Regions from separate parts of the Bos taurus genome. Here region 1 is linked to region 2. The links are chromatin contacts, called in public Hi-C maps. All regions are on one chromosome and are shown on one strand. The core of a region is the stretch at or near the end of the contact, and the rest is flanking DNA. Distances in the headings are between cores, read along the strand shown. Region 1 holds the start of PSMA2 (proteasome 20S subunit alpha 2). Region 2 holds the start of COA1 (cytochrome c oxidase assembly factor 1).

Region 1 (3,624 bases), core at 864-3,363, 760 kb after region 2:
AAAGTAATGTATCAGCAGGCCTATGTAACTTAAAACATTACATTCAATAGACATTTAACAGGAAACCTTAGTAGCTATTAAAATAGACTTAAAGTTCATACCTGAAATAATTTTAGAACAGAATATTTCTTAATGGCACTTGCTTAAATGAATCAGTGAAATTCTACCAGAAGTTTCTCATCTTAAAATACAGAACTCAGGAGTTTAGTAGTAAACATGAATAAAAATGTGAGAGGCACCAAATTTAAACAAACCAAGGCAAAAAAAAAAAAAAATTCACTCAATTGTCCACATTCTACTTGATGGGCAGTACCTAGTTACAAGTAAATCTTAAGCTTGAGGCTTTCAAAATCCACTTCCTACCAGCACAGATATAAATGCTGATTGTCTTTTTTTTTTTTTTTTTACTATATTCAAATTGAGTTAGCTCCTCAGTCATATAACCTGATAGGCCCTTTAAGACACTTAGTTCTCGTAATATTTAGTCTTGTTCCCTAAGGAAAGTAAGGAAAAGAACGAACTCATCACTCTTTCTAGGATACTAATTTACTCTTGTGACTACCAACGTTTCACTTTTGTTTTTCTAAACTGTTTATAAAAATTAGTGCGAGGTGGGAGGGAAGTTCAAGAGGGAGGGGACATATGTATACCTATGGCTATGCTTATGTATACCGTATGTGTATGTATGGCCAATTCATGTTGATGCATGGCAGAAACCAACACAGTATTGTAAAGTAATTATCCTTCAATTAAAAATAAAACTAAAAAAAAGATTTCTTTACCCTCTCCTTGCTATATTCCTCAGGCCTGTAATATTTCTTTTGATTTTAGGAACTCTTAAAAATATACAACGCTGTTTAACACTTAACAACTGATACTCCTTTTCAATATATCTGAAAGTATTGCTAAGCACAGACCAGTGGTTAACAGCACAGGCTCTGGAAGGTCTGTGTGACCTTGGGGCCTTTCTGAGTCTAGTTCTTCAGCTGAAAAGTGGAGACACCTAAAGGGATAGTAGTGGAGTTTATCTTACAAAATATATTTTGACTTTGATATTCAGTGGGACATTTCTGGTGGCTGAGACGGTAAAAGCGTCTGCCTACAATGCGGGAGACCCGGGTTCGATCCCTGAGTCGGGAAGATCCCCTGGAGAAGGAAATGGCAACCCACTCCAGTATTCTTGTCTGGAAAATATCATGGACGCAGGTCCATGGGGTCGCAAAGAGTCGGACACGACTGAGAGACTTCACTTCACTTCACTTGACATTTAGTGGGCTCTCCTGAGTATTATCATTATTATGTTCGGGATAACTTCGAAATCGAGTAGAATGTAAAATGTCAAAGCAACGACAATTTTAACACCCAAGATATTTCCATTTAAAATTAGTTCTCAGGGGAAATAGAGGATCAAGAGTCAACTGATACAGCTCAAATGCTACAGAAGGCAAACTGCTTTAGGTGGTGGACTGGACAGGAAAGAAAAGGTAAGAAGATCTAGAGAGCGGTGTCCCTTGATGCTAAGTAAATGCACTTCGGTTACATTCTCTGTAGGGATGGGACAGTCAGAGGACGTTTCTTTTCCTTTTTACAGGGGACTGGGGAGCAAAAACTGCTGTCTTTGTTCTTAAGTAAGTGAATGTCCGGACAACGACCCCTACACGCTGCCAAACATCAGAACACCGGAGTAGGCTAAATACAAGTAGAATTCACCACGCTGCCTGGGGTCCCCAGTCCAAACCCTTCTCCACAGAGGCCTTCTTTACGTACCCCATGGAGGACTGGAAAAACCTGGTCGGCTCTGCAGAAGTTTCCCCTGCAGCTGCTTCCAACAGTTCCGGAGAAGTCCTCGGGCTACGGGAAACGGCGGAACAAGCAGCACCAGCATGGTGGGCGCCATGTTTCTCGGCCGAAAGCCACTCCCATCAGGCCTCTGGGTCCCGCCCCTTCCTTGAGCATGCGCATAGACACAGAATTCGGCAAACGCGCACCTGGAACTATAACTCCCAGCATGCTTCTGGAGCGGCTCTGCCTTTCCTCCAATCAGAAATCTAGAAAGGAACGCCCGGGGCGGGGAAAAGAAACGAAACTGGCCTCAGTGCGCATGTGCGCGGATGTGCGTTGGGTTTTCGGGTAAAGATGGCGGAGCGTGGTTACAGCTTTTCGCTGACTACATTCAGGTATGGAAGGGACTCCCGAGGTCTTCCACGTAACCGAGGTAGCAGGAGCTCTGCCGACCAGGTTTTTATCTTCCTGGTCTCTGACTTGGCTCTTCCTGAGGGCCTAGTAGGAAATGGGGGTGTAAATGCGAGTTTGCCAAGTCATTTGCGGGGCCTTCCCGCGGCCTGGGGAGCATTGGTGCCTGGGGACCGTGGGAACGCGAGTCGGGGTATCCTGGGAGATCTAGGCGCTGTGGGAAGTTGAGGCCCTCACCCAGGGATTTTCTTTCGCTTTGGAACTAGAGAAAAAGGCAATTTTGAATGAGCTGCTTCCAGGTTTCCTGTCCAGAACTCAAAAGATTTCCTTCCTGACTCAAGTAGGCCTGATTCAGGAGCTTCTGGAGGTCGGAATCTTGGTCAGCTCTGTGGGGTTCCTTTTGCTTGGAAAGACCCAACTTTACAGTTCAGTTCTAGTCTTAGCTTCCATTTGGCGCTGATGTCTTTGGAAACCTTTTCCCGCTTTCGATTTCTTCGGTGCCCCTACCGGAAGCTTAAGAACTGAAAGTGAAAGTGGTAATGTTTCTAGCCCGTTGTCTTTGTGTGCTCCAAAATAGGCTGTATTTGCTTTGGGGCTGTTATTTTTGAAAGGGGATATGTTTATTTAAAGAAAGATTGTAGGCTTTTAAACTTTAGAATATTTATGTAAGCATATTTTTCAAAATAAATCAGAGATGCACTATCATCGTTCCCGGTGTAAGAAAACCGTCACCAAAGGCTTTACTGACGGGAGAAGGATTCAATTTTGCCATTTTCCTACAGATCAGTAATGGCCTATTTAATTAAAAATATTATCTGACAGCTAAAGACAGGCTGCATCTAACTTGTTGAGTACTTTCTGTGTGGGTGGAGCTTACTCCATCTCTGTAGGCTACCCTGTGTGATACATGTTTTCTAAACATCTTAGAGATGAGCTGACCACAACTCAAATTCAATAACTCCTCCCTGGTCATAGGTTAATATTTAAACTGGGTTCTTTCTGACGACAAAATTAATACACTTTGCATTACTGTGTAATGTCTTCTTAAAATACTAGAATATTTATCTTTTAAAAAAAAGATCTCATATACAATGACAGGAAACAAAGTTTGACAGGTCGCTACTGTTCGTATTCGGAGACAAAACCTGGACCTTTAAGAAAGTGTTATCCTAATCCTAGCTGAAACATGAAGCAACCATATGTTATCAGGGACTGAATCTTTCTATAGTAAATTTCCTTGTTTAAACACACTTTTTTTTGTTTTTAATATGATGGTGCAATTCTGTTTTGGATTTTAAAAATTGTTTCTTGCCTGTTGTAATCAGAATTATTAATGGTAGACGTGATAAGAGACTATACTATAGGATGAAAAGGTGTTCCTGAGGATAACATTTAGTTGGGGATATTGACAACCAGTAGGCTTCCCTCATA
Region 2 (3,429 bases), core at 285-2,784:
TTTTTTATAACAGATATAAGTTTTATATATAAAACTATAGTAGATCCATGCAATTCCCCGTTAAAAAACATATAGAGGAAGCATAGACTTTGGATTAAAGATGATGTTTTGGTAAAGATTACAAAGAACTTTTCCAGGTTTAAAACTGAAAGTTTTACTGTAAAATTTCTTGTAAACAAACTAGTCAGGACTCAGTTTCATGATGACAGTATGTAAGATAAGGAAGAAAAGACATTCATTCCAACCTACCTAATGCTAATTTTATTAGTCTTTGAGGTAAATATTGTCTAGTTTACACTTAACTTTTATGATAAGATGTAATGGCCTGCTCAATTGTTTTCTCAAAGTAGCTGTGTCAAAATGTCCCCATTTTTTTCTTCTTTCTTTTTAATATTAATTTTCTCTTCTACTTGTATCATTTCTAGGTTTCTGTCTTTGAGCTTTACTAATTCTCTTTTCCGTATGGTCTGCTCTGTTTCTCTCTGGCCTTTATCAGTTTCTTTTGATTAAAGAATCCAAGGGCCTGGGTGGTAGGTAACACTTGAACTTCAAACTTGTCATTAAAGGATGACGTTAATAGTAGCGATGATGACAATGAAATAATCAAGATGAAAATAATAATAACTAGCATTTATTGAACACTTACATACTGCCAGACGAGTCTGATAGGTTTACTAAGTAATTACTAGTACTAATGCTGGAGAAGGCAATGGCACCCCACTCCAGTACTCCTGCCTGGAAAATCCCATGGACGGAGGAGCCTGGTAGGCTGCAGTCCATGGGGTCACCGAGGGTCGGACACGACTGAGCGACTTCACTTTCACTTTTCACTTTCATGCATTGGAGAAGGAAATGGCAACCCACTCCAATGTTCTTGCCTGGAGAATCCCAGGGATGGGGGAGCCTGGTGGGCCGACTTCTATGGGGTCACACAGAATCGGACACGACTGAAGTGACTTAGCAGTAGCAGCAGTACCAATGCACTTTGCTACTAAACTCCATGAGAACCGAGACCATTACATTTTTTCTTAACAATCCATTCCCTGGAGCACAGTAAGAATTTAATAAATATTTAATGAATAAAAAAATTAGCGTTAAGTTCCTCAGTCGAATCGGCAAGATGGACTTCAGTGCCAGAGCGGGGCTGATGGCCCGTGGTTTCGCATCCTTGGAGGTCAATTGAAGCGCCAGATCCCTGCGAGGAGCAATAGGAACCAGTGGTTTTAAATTTTCTAGGCAACCGCTGATGGATTGACAGTATGTTGGGGCCTAATGGTGTGCACAAAACAAAAAGCTGAGATTTGAGAAGACAAATGCCCTTCTCGCGCTCGACAAGCTTCTGAGAAGCCGGGCAGCCGAACCAATTTCAGCCTGAGATACCGCCGCTTTAGCGCCGTGATTTTGCAATCATTCAACTGCTCTAGTGCGTCCTGACTGCTCTAGCCCCTAGAGGAGGTGACGTCGGAAGTCTCGACTGCTCCTCGCGGGGCGTGTCCACCCGCCGGCGTTTGCCCCACCCACCCCCACACGCTCCACTTCCGGAAGGGCCTGTCGCGCTCTCTGTGGCTAGGTGTTTCTACGCCTGACAGGTTAACGTCCACGCGGGAGAAAAGAGTCGGGTCAGTCCTACTCCAAAAGCATCTGTTCCCGTCGTTCTGGAGACCGCTTTTGCGCGAGGGGCGAACTGTTTCTAGGGCAGCACGTCAGGGGCCACCTCCTTGTTGTTGCTGGGTCGCGACCTCCTGGAGCTGCGTAATTGGGGGACCCGTGGTGGGCTAATCTTGACCTTGCCTCGTGGTCCTTGGTGAGCATTTCCAGGAGCACATTTGTGATGAGGTGGAACTGTGCACTTTGTCGGTGTTCCCAGGTTACAACAGTTTGAGAGAGGCCCTGCCTAGATGATTGTGTAAAAGAATACTCTGGCTCGGTGGTCATGATAATTCGTCTCCATCACAGCTGAGCTCCATAAGGGGGCTGACCGTAGAAGTGATTTTCAGCGTTTAAGTGATTTTTGGGTGTTTGTATAAGCGTGCGTATGCATGTTTGTCAGTCTGTGCGTGTGTGGAAAGGGCTGTAATTTAGAAAATCCACAAGTATTATATTTTGCTACTTTTCCTGGTCTCTTCCCCTCATTCCTCTTTATTCTCACCTGAGGGGCATTGCTGTCCTTCACCTTTGGACATAAACAACTCTCTACTTGAACTTACACATTTAAAACACAGATCTGACTGTTAATCCTCTACTTAAAACCTTACTGGCCTTCCCATTGATTCAGGATAGTACAAATTCCTTTGGGTGGATTGAAGACACTTCAAAGTCTTGTTTATGATGAATTTTTCAGTCTCATCTCCTTTCATGGGAAACACACGAACACATACGTGCTGTATGTCCCTGTCATGCCATCCTGCAGTAATTTCATCTCTTTGGCTATGATAGTGTTTTATAATGGTTTACCCACGTTTAGAAATTTACTTTTCCATTCAGTCAGAATTTAGTGATTTCATGGTTATTGCCAGACACTGTTTTAGGAACTGGGGGGAAAATGGAGTTAAAATTGGGGAGAAAAAGCCCAACCTGCAGTCCTTTTGAAAAATAACAGCTTGATTGAAATATAGTTCACACACCATGGAATTTTTAAATACACATTGCTTTTTAGTGCATTCACAAAGTTGTACAACTGACAACCACGGTTTTAAAACATTTTCATCGCCCCTGAAAGAAACCTTGTACCCATTAGCAGTCTCCCTTGAGTTCCTTCTTACCCTACCCCACTTGTAGCTCTAAGGAACTACTAATCTGCTGAATATATAAATATATTTGTCAATTCTGGACAATTCTAGAATAGGCTGATAAATAATAAACCATGTGGTCTTCTTTCGCTTAACATGTTGAAGTGTATCAGCACTTCATTTCTTTTTATTGCTAAATATTGTTTCACTGTGTGGATAAACCACCAGTTACTTATCCATTGGTCCTGTTGATGGGTATTTCAGTTGTTTTGGTTATCCTAAATAATGCTGCTATGAACGTTGGTGTACGCATTTTTTTTGTGTGAGCATAATGATTTCATTTCTCTTGGCTATGTACGTAAGAGTAGGATTCCTGGGTCATATGGTAATTCTACATTTAACATTTTGAAGAACTACCAGACTTTTTTTTTTTTTTTTAAAAGCAGCAGCTGCTGCTGCTGCTGCTGCTAAGTCTCTTCAGTCGTCTCCGACTCTGTGCGACCCCATAGACGGTAGCCCACCAGGCTCCTCCGTCCCTGGGATTCTCCAGGCAAGAACACTGGAGTGGGTTGCCATTTCCTTCTCCAATGCATGAAAGTGAAAAGTGAAAGTGAAGTCGCTCAGTCGTGTCCGACTCTTAGCGACCCCATGGACTGCAGCCCACCAGGCTCCTCCATCCATGGGATTTTCCAGGCAAGAG

Evidence for each region. Hi-C and Micro-C count contacts between places; a contact is called where the count stands out from the background.
Region 1: a Hi-C map of liver shows a contact between it and region 2, with 4 times the contacts expected there. The contact joins the promoter of PSMA2 here to the promoter of COA1 in region 2. A contact is called at or near these places in 3 of 11 Hi-C or Micro-C datasets (liver, skin fibroblasts and an unstated tissue).

Annotation. Positions count from the first base shown.
Region 1 is chr4:78,124,948-78,128,571 of ARS-UCD2.0, forward strand. PSMA2 (proteasome 20S subunit alpha 2) reads left to right here and starts at 2,114. Exons shown (of 8, transcript NM_001034662.2): 1 at 2,114-2,177. The coding sequence starts at 2,137. It overlaps MRPL32 (mitochondrial ribosomal protein L32), which reads right to left and starts at 1,904. Exons shown (of 3, transcript NM_001038679.2): 1 at 1,768-1,904. The coding sequence starts at 1,897.
Region 2 is chr4:77,369,730-77,373,158 of ARS-UCD2.0, forward strand. COA1 (cytochrome c oxidase assembly factor 1) reads left to right here and starts at 1,535. Exons shown (of 6, transcript NM_001034256.2): 1 at 1,535-1,589.